3 separate regions of the Mus musculus genome follow, and regions 1 and 3 are each linked to region 2. Evidence: chromatin contacts called from public Hi-C and promoter capture Hi-C data. All regions are on one chromosome and are shown on one strand. The core of a region is the stretch at or near the end of the contact, and the rest is flanking DNA. Distances in the headings are between cores, read along the strand shown. Region 1 has its middle 70 kb from the start of Gm40630. Region 2 holds the start of Armc2 (armadillo repeat containing 2). Region 3 overlaps Foxo3 (forkhead box O3).

Region 1 (3,953 bases), core at 59-2,558, 130 kb before region 2:
CTCCTCTGTTGGCTTCAAATTTGTGGCTCCAGCCTCCAGAGTTCTGGGATTACAGGAGTGAGGCATCACACCCAGCAAAAGTCCCCTCTTCAGTGGATAGCCTGTTTGCATTTATGCTTTCTGGCCTCAGTTGGACTCCTTCACTCTTGGGATAAATAAGAACTGAAACTGTTATATTAACCTTCTCTTATCTCCCCAAAGGTTAAATCTTTTATAGACTCAAAGGAGCTTAAGTAGACTGGAGAGATGGGTTAATGGTTATGAGCAATGGCTGCTCTTCCAGAGGATGGGGGCTCAGTCCCCAGCATCCACACGGTGGTTCACTAGTCCCACATGGTGGTTCACTAGTCCCACTAGTTCACTAGTTCCACATGATGGTTCACTAGTCCCACTAGTTCACTAGTCCCACATGATGGTTCACTAGTCCCACTAGTTCACTAGTCCCACATGGTGGTTCACTAGTCCCACTAGTTCACTAGTCCCACATGGTGGTTCACTAGTCCCACTAGTTCACTAGTCCCACATGATGGTTCACTAGTCCCACTAGTTCACTAGTCCCACATGGTGGTTCACTAGTCCCACTAGTTCACTAGTCCCACATGGTGGTTCACTAGTCGCAGGGATCAGACCTCCTTTTCTGAGGACACCAGGCACGCATGTGAAGCACACACATAAGTGTGAGCAAAGCTCCCACTCACAAGAAACAAACAAACAAACAAACAAACAGTCTCTTCTTTCCCTAGCCTTATGTTGGCACACAGCCTTTCTTGGGAATCCTGTCTACATGGCTGGCCTGTTTGTGGCCTCATTATGTGTCAGAACTATTGATTATTTCTGCCCGATTCAAGCGTCTGATACAGGACAGTGTCCAGGCTGGTCAGTACCGGTTTTTAGGACCACTTTCTCATTTTGCACACACACAACCTGCCCCTGGGGAACTGGAGCCAGCTCTGTGGTTTGTTTGATTCTCTGATCAGTTCCCATTTCCCCAACCCCAGGACTGCACACAGGCTGCCCTCTCTGCCAAGGACGGTCACTCCCACCCCACCCCTCCCCCTTCCTCGCTGAAGTCCTTAGCTTTCAAGCCTCAACTCCCTTTTTAACAGTTCTTTAGATGGAAATCAGACCCTTCGGTTCCCCTCAAGGTCTGGATCACAGCACTCTGGCTTTCCCTTCGGGAACCACTACAAATCACGTTTCCCTTTTTATGTATGTTTGTCTTGTTTTGATGATTCCCCCTCTCATAGGCTAAAAATGCCACAGAGACAGCGTGTCTGTTTTTCCCTGTCCACACAAGGCCTGCTTGCTCACTGTGCTGGGGTGGAACAGGGGCTCTGCACATGCTAGCAAGCCCGTGCATGGGAGCTGCAGCCCAGCCCACAGGCCCGCTGGCGAGCCAGTGCTGTTTGCGCAGCAGGGTTCCAGGCACGCTAACTGGTAGGAAGAAGCTGTGAATGAACCAACTAATGAACAGGGTTGCTCCCAAAGCAGCTTTGAGGAAACTTGCCAGCTTCAAAATAACCCCAAGCCCAGGCCAAACTCAGTGTTATTAGAAGAAATGCAACACTTTGTGTTTTGAACTGGTCAATTCTCTGGTTTTAAAAAGGCCTCCAATGGCCTCTTCTCTCGTAGTCCAGAAGGAGGTCTTGGAAGAAGGATGGTCTCTGCTCTCTCCTCCTCGGTGAGAGACGCTCCTTTCTGTCCAGTTCAGGTCGAAGTCTGCCTATCATCCCTTGCTCATCCTTGTTCTTAACAAAGCCAGCCTTGCAATCAAGCTTGTTACAAATGTCAGCACCCTGTGTGGCACCCTTTGTCCATTTTTGACACACTCCAGATTTGGGGATACTTTTGCTACTAAAGTCAACAAGGTGGCTTCTTTCCGGGCTCAATGTTTGGGGTGGGGGTGGGGTCTCTGGAGCTGCTTGTCTGTCAGAAGCCTGACATATATCTTGGGGTTCCTCTGCCTGTGTCATTGTTACCTGAGTTGCTAGGGTCACAGCTTGGACACTGGTGACCCTCATCAGTCATGCATGGCCACAAGTCCTTAGCAGGTGTATTTATTATTATTATTATTAATTATTATTATTATTATTATTATTACTACTACTGTTGTTTTTTTTGTTTTGTTTTGTTTTGGTTTGGTTTTGGTTTTGAGACAGGGTTTCCCTGTGTAGCCCTGGCTGTTCTGAAACTCACTCTGCAGACCAGGCTGACCTTAAACTCAGAGGTCTGCCTGCCCCTGTCTCCTGATTACTGGGATTAAAGATGTATGTCACCCCCTCCACCCCAACCCCGGTCTGGCTTTATTCAATAGGCCAATTAGACAGATAAGGAGAAAACAGAGAAAGGAGATTTACTCAGGGTGACCACATTAGGAAGAAGCAGAAATCGAGAGCCCCAGTGGCCTCTTCCAGTCCATCTTCAGAGAGGGCAAGAGCTGAGTGCAATTAGTCAAGATGTGATCAGGTTTGTCATTGGCCATCATAGTCCTGGCTTTGGTCTCTTCTGTAAGGTAGTTAGGTGGTTTGTCACTACTGTGTGGAATCTTTTTCTGGGGATGAGATTCTGCTCTGGCTGGGATCCAGGCCTCAGCCTCTTTCTTCTCCCAGCATCAGACTCTTGAGGAAGTTCCAACCTTGGGGTCGGCTGTTTCAATATCTGACAGTCAGAGGGAGGGGCACGATTCTCGTTGGATTATCTCCATTCCTGCCAGGAGGGTTACAGGATCAGGCTGGACTGCATTCCGGGAATGCGGACCTGAGACCTGAGACCCTGCCCTGCCCTGCCCAGCTCTGTCTCTCCTCTCAGCCCAGCCACATGTGTCTTCAAGCCTGGAGTTAAGAGAGCACTGAAGTCAGGTACAAACACAGGCAGCCAAGGGGCCCAAGAGGGCGTACGTGGGGCACAGGTACACACAAGCCCACTCTCCTTCCATGAGGTCTCTGTGGTAGGCACTGGCCACACTTGGTGGAGAACACACCAAGGAGATGGCTACCTGCGCAATTCAGTCTTCACCTGCTGTGGCTCCCCTGGAGGCAAAAACTCCATTCACTTCCACCCTCTTACCCAGAAGACTGGTGAAATACACTCTGGATGCTCCCTCCGGAAGCGATCCAGGTCTGATCAGGGATCTATCTTCCCTCTGCTGTTCAGGAAGAGTTATACCTGTCTCCAGAAGAAGTCTGTCTTAGCCTGATGGATTATTGATGGAAGAACTGGCCCAGAAACCCCTGGTTACCACAGGTTGAGGGTCTGTGGAGCTCTGTGCCTGATGGGTGTGTCTCCTCCTCCTGGGCATTAGTACTTCCAGACCCACAAAAGTGAAATGTCGCCAAGACCCCAAGATGTCTCTTAAGCAGGTCACCAAGGACAACAGGAGCAGACTGTTGCAGCTCCACTGGCTGTCCCCTGGTGCCTTTGCTTCTGTTCCCCAGCCCACAACAGGGATGGCTCAGGTGAGCCCTCTGAGGCTTGCCGAGGTCTTCTGTGGCTTCATCTTTGTTCTCCTTTGACTCTTGGAGCTTGGCTTCTGTCAGTCACTCACCCCAATGTCTGCTTTCTGGGGAGCCAGTCCACAGGAGAACCAAAAGGGTGAGTGGAGTAGACAAGGCACCCCATTTCCAAGATTTGAAACAACTGAGGGCAAGCTGGAAGAAAGAGGATTCAAACCTCAGGTAGACCTCGAACGTGAAGGTCATCTTCTGTTTCACGTCCCCACAAACCCCCAGAATGAGTCTCAGCGTTACCACATTTTAAACTCCAAGCAGTGGAGAAGACAGTGTGGGGGAAGACACCTTTGGAGAACTGGTGTTTGTTAATCGCTTGGAGCATGGCCAGCAGCATTGTTTTCCCATTGGGTTGTTACTGACAACTGGGCCATTTGGGCTGGCCACACTCTACTTCCTTCTCCTGAGACAATGCTGGAGGAAGCCAGTTCTGTTGTGTCTGTATTA
Region 2 (4,225 bases), core at 187-2,686:
CTGTTTTACAGGTTTGTAAGCTCATGTTTCAGTGGAGATGAGACTTTTAGACTTAGAAGCCAGCTACTGCAACGTTTGGGAAGGCTCACTGTGGACCGCAAATCTGGGGTGAGAAGAAGATGTAAAGCTGAATTTCTATTGGCTATCGATATACTCATTTTTCACCCACCATCATTCAGAAAGATGTTGAGGTTGAGTTAATATCAGATTACCAGTCATTTAATAACAAAACATTTGGAGAAGTCTGACTCTCCATGAAGGGTCAGATAGACACCTGTATTTATAAACAGCCACCAAGAGACCCAAATGGACTTGTATTTTATCATATCTCACAAACTATGAGATCAAAATGCTAGTTATGCTTTCTATACAACAGGCAATGTCCTTTTGCACAGTTGAGTCTGGTGACACACAAATGGGACTTCATAGGATAGATCCTGTTCCCAGTGAAAAATAATATTTAGTTTGGGATCCTAAACTTCATCAATGATTGAGTTTTCTTTGTCTGTGATGTGGGAAATCTTGTTAAGCACTTGGAAAACCTTTACTCAGTGTTCCAGGTGTCATTTCTCATCAAAGGTATTAACTGTGCAAAATAGATACAATTTAGTTATTCTTTACAAGACCCTTGGCACCATGGAATACGGCATTTTCCCAGTGTTGACAACACTTGCTGATAATCCCTATGTTTATATACCGTAGTGTAAATTTAGAGCTTATGCCTCGCTTGTATTTCACAAGTGTTACCCAATGATCCAGTGTAGACGCAAACAGAGTTTGAATTAGAAACATATACACAGGACTCTTTTTTTTTTCTTCCCCTGTTGGGTTGTAGTGATTCAGTAAGAACACACAGCGACTAGCCATAGCAACCCAAGACTTAAATCGCTCCTTCCTGATCTCACCTTGGGTCCCTAGTTGCTCTGTTGTGAGCTCGCTCTACAAACGGTTGAGTGCTGCCCAAATGCAAGGAGTTAATGATATCCAACAGGTTAACATTCACTGCTACATTCACAGCTCTTCACATTTATTTTGCTACGGCCCACGATTCAGCTATTCACACACAGGGATAGCACTCTCTGCCTGAAGCATAAGAGATGAGATGCTAAGGAACCGTTCCAGGTGGACGTTGACGTCTATAATCAATAACCGACTCTTTCCCAAAACACTACATTGTTCCTCTGCCAGTTGTTTAACAGTCTTGGAGATCCTACGGGGAGAAACAAACATGGTTGAACATATTGCTAATGTAAAAGAAGACTCCCCTCCACCCATTCTTGCCTTTCCCCTGTGGGTATGCTCCTGCCCGCGCTCCCGCACGGGCCCTCGCCACGCCTCGACGCTGCTACGCGTGCGTGGCTAGAGGGATTGGCGCAGGCTCAGTGGCGGAGAGTGGAGCAGGGCCGCCCCGCCCCGCCCCGCCCCGCCCCGCCCCTCCTCCTGGTCCCTGCTGCCCTGCGAGAGCGGGAAGGCCGTCACACTCCGCCGGGGTCTAAGTGTCTAGCGCTTGTCACAGGTGTTTTGAGTCGAGCCCGGATTCCCCAACCAGCACCTACTCCAGCGCATCCCGCTTCGCTCTGCGGCGTCCTGGATCTGTAGGCTGACCGCTCGGCCTGCAGCGAAAGGTGGTTTGTGTACGGTTACCATGGAGATGCTAGCCAGCAGGGCAAAGGCGGTGCGCGGGAGGGCGGGAGGGCGAGGTGAGGATGCTGAGGCGCTCGGCCCTAACCTGGACCGGTGAAGGAGCGGGCTTTTCCGGGAGTGGGAGAGCAGCTGTGCGTGCGGGAGGTGAGGAGTCCCCTGCAGGTTCACCAGGGACCCCTCCTGCAGTCTCTCTTCTGTTCCCAGATAGGGTCGAGGGGTGCTGCTGCATACTCTCGGGGTCTGCACAGGAGTCAGCTTCTGTAACTGTGAGCATTTAGTCAGTTGCCTGGTATTTAACAGGAGTAACCAGTAACACTGGTTGAATGAGAGAGTGATAGACTAAGGGACTCTGTGGAGGCAGGCCACAAGAACAAACTAGGATTTTCCTAGGTAACAAATGACTCCTCAATAAAGTGTATGTGGAACAATATTAATTACACCGTATGTATACAGAATGCCCCTTACAACCCATGCCACAAGTATTACCGCAGGTTCTTCCATCCCGACATCATATTCTTTTCGTTTGGTAGAAAATAAGTCACACTATATGTATCCCATTTTTGTAAATCCCTAAGGTTTTGACTAGCAGTTTGCATAGATTTGGGATAACTGACATTCAGATAAAAACGCTGGGTTTTTTTGTTTGTTTGTTTTTATTTTGTTTTTAAATCAAGGATGGTATTCTCTAGTTGAAAATTTAAATTTATGATATGCATGAAAACATTGGACAGATAGTCTCTTTTGTGACTTCTCTTGTTGGTGAGTATTTTCATTCTAGGAAGATCTTTCTTGACCAGCCAGCACTTGGACAGTACTTCTTAGTATTGTAAGAGCTAGCTAGCATCGTGCTAAAGCATTTGGACATTTCATGCAATGCTGAAAGCTGCCCTGAGAGTTGGTCATTATCCATGCTTTTTTAACAGAAGAGAACTCGGGTATAGAGATGTCTAATGCCCTTCAAGGTCACAGAGCTGCAGATCCTCGGGGGACTTAACACTTGCTCTGACATCTAAGCACTTTTCTTGCACCTGTTTGGATGCTCATTTAATGCCAAAGTAATTCAGTCATGGAAAGAGCCCTGAGTGTTTGATTTGCTGGGGAAAGAGGGTGCACCAGCAAACCCTATGTCGGCAATGTTGATGGGCAATGTTGTCTTTAACATGAAGGAGGTGGCTCTGGTGGCTGTTGGTAGCAAACAGTAGAGATAGGGGTTTTTAAAGATATATTTATTCTTGTTTTATGTGTATGAATGTTTGCCTGTGTGTATGTGTGTGTACAGTGTGCCTGTAATGCCCTCTGAGGCCAGAAGAAGAAAGTAACACATGCAAATAACACGTGGGTCTGGAGAGATGACTCAGTGGTTAGGACCACTGGCTGCTCTTCTAGAGGACCAGGGTTTGATTCCCAGAACCTACACAGTGGCTCACAAGTCCAGTCCCAGCGAATGCAGTATTGTCTTCTGGCCTTGGCAGGCACTGCATGCTTGTGGTGCATTGACATATCCACAGGCAAAACACCCATACACATTAAAACAGCAACAACAAACCCGTTTGGGTGTTCCCCATCGTCCTGCAGATGATGTTCATCCTGTAGTGGTCGCATCTGATACCACAGACCAAACAGTGAGATGCAAGCGACAACTTAGCCTCCCTCTTCTTTCCAGAGTTCACAACTCTTCTGGTTTCTTCTGAAAGGGCTCCTGGCCTCCCTCTGACCCCTGTGGATCTGTCCATTCTGTGTTGTCTCTGACTGTCCCCTCTGTTCTTGGTGCCCGTCACCCTTGATGTCACTGTCTCTCCGGAGTCATTTGTCCAGTCCCACACGTTTGAGCAACAGGGAAGGGAGAGGCGGCTATATTTGAATTCCTGTTGCCACAGGGCTTCACAGATCAGATGCTGTCAGAAATAAACTGCAATGTACCTTTATAATCGACTACAGCACATATCTCCAATTAAAGACACCACATAGCCTTCATCCGGGAATTTCTCAGCTCAGGTGTATTTAGCCTTCGGTTGTGCCCCTATGGAGGGCTGGGATTCAGAGTCCGAGGGTAGGAAATAGCACTGGCAGTGTGAGCAGTTAGTTCTAACACTGTGGACAGAGTTAAGACAGAGGCCAGTTAGGGACCTCACAGCAGCTGTACAAAGGCCATTAAACCTGGGAAGGTTCCTGGAGAAGTGACTCCCGGGTAGATGGAGAGGAGCAGTTATATATAAACTTACCAGTTCTGTCCTTTTCCTCCCTCTCTTTTCTCCTTCCAGCCCACGCTTGCCAAATCCCATCAACCAAATCAAGTTCTTCGATCTGCGCATCAGCTTGTGTTTTGTGTCTTACCGCCATGTCGCCCTCCCTCTGGTCCCCACATGACTTTATGCTTGGAGTGTGCTGCGCCATGCATACCCACTGTGCTCATGATTCTTTTTCTTGGCTCACCCACTTTTTTTCCTCCCCCCGGGGACACTGTCACATCCTCAAAGTTAGCCCATTTTTCTGAACCTAGCTCAAGTGCTGTTACCTCCACAAGCCTGCCAAGGTCTCTCTCCCAGTTTGAAATCATTTCTAGTTGCAACCCACAGCCTCC
Region 3 (4,143 bases), core at 218-2,717, 190 kb before region 2:
ATGTGCTATCTCCTAATACCCTGGATGAGACCGAGAACTCGCAAGCAACCTCAGTGCCATTCCAGACTTACCCAGTGGGCGCTTACTGCACAGCACAGCACTCGTGAGGCCCTCACCTCCCTCTCACAGCTCACTCACCTTAAAAGTGCAGCTCAGACCAGTCCTGTGGCTTCTGCACCCTTCCCACAGAGCCAGTGATTAGATGACAGCATTCTGAGTACTCACTGTAAACCAGGTTCCATACAGGGTTGGTGGGTGGGTGGATGGATGGATAGAATGGATGGATAAGATGGATGGATGGATGGATAGGATGGATAGGTGGGTGGCTGGAGGGAGGGAGGGAGGGTTGGGTAGGTGAGTAGATAGATGGGTAAGATAGATGGATTGTGTCTTTGTCTTGTATATCCTGTACTCTCTTCCTTCAGTATACCACTGTGCTGATATTGTTTCTGGGTGACATCACCTTTATGCCTCAAGGCCAGGAGATGGTATGTTCACCTCAGCCCTGTTACCACTTACTAACTGACTGAATCCAAGTCCGGCCTTACAGTCTCATCCCCGTTTTCTTGCACTGTAAATATGGCTGCCGTTTCCCAGTGCCGTATTCCCCTGCATTGTACCAAGTGTCTAATGTCACTAAAGTGACTCTAAACCTTCTGCTGTGTCCCTGAGTTCTAGATGTGAGTTTCTAATGTCCATTTTTCATCCATTTCTATACATAGTATGTTTCCAAACTGGAAAAAGATGTAGCTTTTTTTTAAAATCTCAGGTAAAGTTTGGGTTGATAAAAATTATGTTGTTAAACACTGCAAAAATAAATTTCAAGACTGTTTTGGGATCCCTTGGCTTTGAACTCTCTAATACATCGATTTTATCTGGCTAGATAACCATGGTTTTAAAGGGAATTTCAGCAGCATGTATTTATCAAGTCTCTCATGAGAGAGGGAAACAATTTGAAAACCTCAGGGAAGAATACATTGAAGAGCAGAGTTGGCTAAAAGCTGTGGTCTAACCTGCTCTGTGGAGGAGACATGTGAACTGGGTACCTGTGGCTGTTTCCTTGGTCTGGGGCCCGGACTGTGGAGTGGGAAGTGTGAGGCCTTGGGGAGCAGGGGAGGAAGAGGGCTGGGCGGCAAGCCGTGGGTGTGGGCAGAGGTGCGAGGCTGCCAGGGATCTGTGTGTGCCGCAAGTGCAAGCTTGGCTGGAAGGAATGGAATGTTCCCTCTTGCCCTCCAAGAGCAGAAGCAGCTGTGGGACAGCTCGGTGAAAAACCAATGTATATTATCACTCTTGTATTAAAATAAAGTCCACGCTAGAAAGCCCACAGCACGGCGTGCGGCAGCATGCTGGCTGCCTCCACACTAAGGAGACTTTGCCTCCCTGCGAGGATTGTCTCCTCGGCCGCTTCTCCGGCCAGCTCTACCTAAGACAGGCGAGGGGGAGAGCAATCCTGGCTCCGCTCATCGGAGCACTGCTCTAATCCTGCTATCACTGGCTGTCTGCATGACAACGTAGAACATGCTTCCAGAGGACATCTGTGGGTAGAGAATTACTGTCAGCAAATTTAGCGGGAAGTCTTGTTTCTAGCTGGAAATACAATCCCTCTGCCAAGTTCTCAACAACATTTATTTTAGAACATCGTTGTTTTTTAAGGCCCTTTAATGGTTTAAACTTTTAAGACTGTAGACAAGGGTAAGGCTAGAAAGAGACTAACTTGTCTTCCACGTCAGAGTTGATTGCACAGTCCTTCTGATGAAGGGTTATTTACATTTTTATCCAGCTGAAAGGTTTATTTTTTGGCCACTATAGATAGTCCATATGAAAAAAATGTTTTTCAATTTCCAGGCCAGGGTTAGGCTCTGACACTCGTCTTTGTTTTCATTCATCATGGTGGTTAGTCCAGAGGAGATAGAGTCTGGAGATGAATGCAGGTGAGGGCAGAGCCAGCTAAAGGGGACAGTGACAGGGTGAGTCTAAGTCTTGGACTCCAGTGATGTCACTGGGCTGCTACCAGACCTGAGGCACTGGGAATCCGTGAGTGGGATGCTCTAGGGGGAGGGGACTTCAGTGGGTTTCATCATGACTACTCATTAGCATAACTGGGGGGACTTCAGAATACCCAGGCCCCAACTGGGCCATGGTGGTACCCTGGAGGCAGAGGCAGGTATCTCTGAGTTCAAGGCCAGCCTGATCTACACAGTGAGTTCCAGGACAGCCAGGGGTACACAGAGAAACCCTGTCTTGAAAAAACAAAAAAATTTAAAAAGTAAAATACCTAGGCCTCAGCACAGGTATTGAATCAGACCTCTGGGAAGGGACATGGGGGAGGAAAGTCTACCCTGGGAGTCTCAAACAGGCAGCCAGACTGCAGAATTACTAACGAGTAGAAACCTGGAGTCTCGACTGAAACCTTTGACAGGCCCTGTCCGCCCAGCCAGCGTTTCCTGTAGCTGCCTCTGTATGTGGCATGTCAGCCTCTGCGGCCTCAGAGCTGTCCACGCAGCCATTGCCACCCGTAGGTCACCAGGAGCAAATAGTAGAATCCAGGCATCGAACAGCTTCGTTCTAAATAGCCAGTGCCCTCGCATCAAACGCTGAGGCAAACTTAAAACATGGGTTCTGCATGAGAGGCGGATGAAGACTGCTGGAGACGAGCCATCTGCAGTGTCTCCCGAGTCTAGTGGGCAGTGACGGGCTCATATGTTGACAGCCATTACACATTTGGTCTCTCTCTCTCTAGACAGCCCAGAAAATAAAAAAGAGGGGGAGGGGGAGGGGGAGGAGGAATTAGAATTGTCTTTGCAAAAAAACAAAAACAAAAACAAAAAAAAAAAAAAACAGGGCTTTTAAGAGTTAAATTGCACAACCTTTTTATTTTTAAAGTGGGTAGATTTCTCCTTGCTGTTGCTGGGAAAGATAAATTGGAACCACATGTTGCTTCCAGACAAACCCTCTCTGTGTTCCAGGGAAAGCATGCGCAGCTGGTGTCTGGGTTAGCAGAGTTTCCACAAGGTAAACATGGCTTGGAAGGAGCTGAGGTAGATGCAGGAGCTGAGGCAGATGCAGTGAGCAGCCGCTAACAAGTGTCTAGTTTCTGGCACTGCACCCTAAAAAACTTTTACAAGTTTGTGATCCTTTCTTGGAAGGCACCGCCCTCTCACCTTTTGACTCAAAAGCACACGATGCTCAGAAAACAGTAAGCTAGGGTCCGAGATGTCTGACTATGAGATCTGCTGTTGAGACTTGTGCTTGGCACTCGGCTAGGGAGCATTGCGTGCCGCACATCATAGCCTCCTCGCAGGGATCCCAGACATAGAGCGCGTTTGCTCCTGCCTTCTCCAGAGGGGCAGTTGAGGTCCCCATCACAGCACTGGGCCTGTCTCCTCCATGGCTACCTTCCCTGGCTTGCTGTCCTACCCACCCACTCTGTAAATGAGTGGTGAGATTCTCTGCAGCTCTAGGCAGCTTCTTGCCGACTCCAGTCCTGTTTTGAATCCACCTGTCTTCATCATGATTTGGCATAGTTAAGGGTCATGGACACCTTAGCCTCTGCAGTGAATGCATTTTGCAACAGAGAATTGTTCATTACATGAAGAAAATAATTATCCAATCGTAACCAGTGCAGTCACCTTTATGTTAATGTCCTCTGGGTGGGTCGGGCAAAGGTGACCCACACGGTGCAGTCAGCATGCCTGGAACATCAATCCCAGCAGGTTGCCTCCTCCACACACCTATTGCATGTCTCCTGGAAGGTTGGCCACGAATTGTGGCCACAGTCACATTTGCCAGCGTGGTTACTAATTAACCACATCACTGAAGAGGCGTAACACAGAAAGACAGGGGCTGTTCTCAGCTTTGCCCCCTTGGACGAACTGTAGGGGTTTCTCGAGGCTTTATAAATGTTTGTTGGAGCTGAGGAAAGTCAGCATGGCTGCATGAGAAGTGACAGTTTCTCACAGACTCTTGGCCTAGATAACTGGAGCTGCTTACGAGGTCTGGATGGGCGGCTTCTGGGCAGCCTCGGTAACTGACTGTGGTGACGGGATGGCCAAGCAAAACGCATGGTTTTCTAGCCAAGAGAACTTCATGGTGGGCTTCAAGTGTATGTGTGATATAAGTGTAGGGTTAGAAAACCCGTACTTG

The links. Promoter capture Hi-C pulls out the DNA fragments that hold promoters and counts their contacts. Hi-C and Micro-C count contacts between places; a contact is called where the count stands out from the background.
Region 1: a contact with region 2 is called in a Hi-C map of bone marrow-derived macrophages, with 32 read pairs. The contact joins the enhancer-like site here to the promoter of Armc2 in region 2. A contact is called at or near these places in 9 of 39 promoter capture datasets (the 3T3-L1 cell line, cranial neural crest, hematopoietic stem and progenitor cells and 4 more), 2 of 15 datasets of contacts at CTCF or cohesin (CD8 T cells and the NIH/3T3 cell line), 2 of 484 Hi-C or Micro-C datasets (bone marrow-derived macrophages and uterus), 3 of 115 datasets of contacts at active chromatin or transcription factors (bone marrow-derived macrophages and embryonic stem cells) and 1 of 9 other capture datasets (adipose tissue).
Region 3: a contact with region 2 is called in a promoter capture Hi-C map of 3T3-L1-derived adipocytes, with 7 times the contacts expected there. The contact joins the enhancer-like site here to the promoter of Armc2 in region 2. A contact is called at or near these places in 13 of 39 promoter capture datasets (the 3T3-L1 cell line, 3T3-L1-derived adipocytes, the C10 cell line and 9 more), 2 of 15 datasets of contacts at CTCF or cohesin (the NIH/3T3 cell line and embryonic stem cells), 10 of 484 Hi-C or Micro-C datasets (the G1E-ER4 cell line, the HPC-7 cell line, Sertoli cells and 5 more), 7 of 115 datasets of contacts at active chromatin or transcription factors (bone marrow-derived macrophages, embryonic stem cells, forebrain and 2 more) and 2 of 9 other capture datasets (adipose tissue and liver).

Annotation. Positions count from the first base shown.
Region 1 is chr10:42,150,041-42,153,993 of GRCm38.p6, reverse strand. No RefSeq gene overlaps it. Among named protein-coding and RNA genes, the nearest start is that of Gm40630, 70 kb to the right of the region's middle. Within about 2 kb of position 1,308, at least 49 of the 459 cell types and tissues checked have an H3K27ac peak or open chromatin away from gene starts, as enhancers often do. A contact at or near this core is called in bone marrow-derived macrophages, hippocampal neurons and uterus, where this site is marked.
Region 2 is chr10:42,015,593-42,019,817 of GRCm38.p6, reverse strand. It overlaps Armc2 (armadillo repeat containing 2), which reads left to right and starts at 1,436. Exons shown (of 18, transcript NM_001034858.3): 1 at 1,436-1,625. 1700016J18Rik (a long non-coding RNA gene) reads right to left here and starts at 1,664. Exons shown (of 3, transcript XR_871596.3): 1 at 1,557-1,664; 2 at 906-1,210.
Region 3 is chr10:42,202,330-42,206,472 of GRCm38.p6, reverse strand. All of the region lies in intron 2 of Foxo3 (forkhead box O3), which reads left to right. Among named protein-coding and RNA genes, the nearest start is that of Gm38485, 70 kb to the left of the region's middle. Within about 2 kb of position 1,467, at least 53 of the 459 cell types and tissues checked have an H3K27ac peak or open chromatin away from gene starts, as enhancers often do. A contact at or near this core is called in 3T3-L1-derived adipocytes, adipose tissue, cerebral cortex and 2 more, where this site is marked.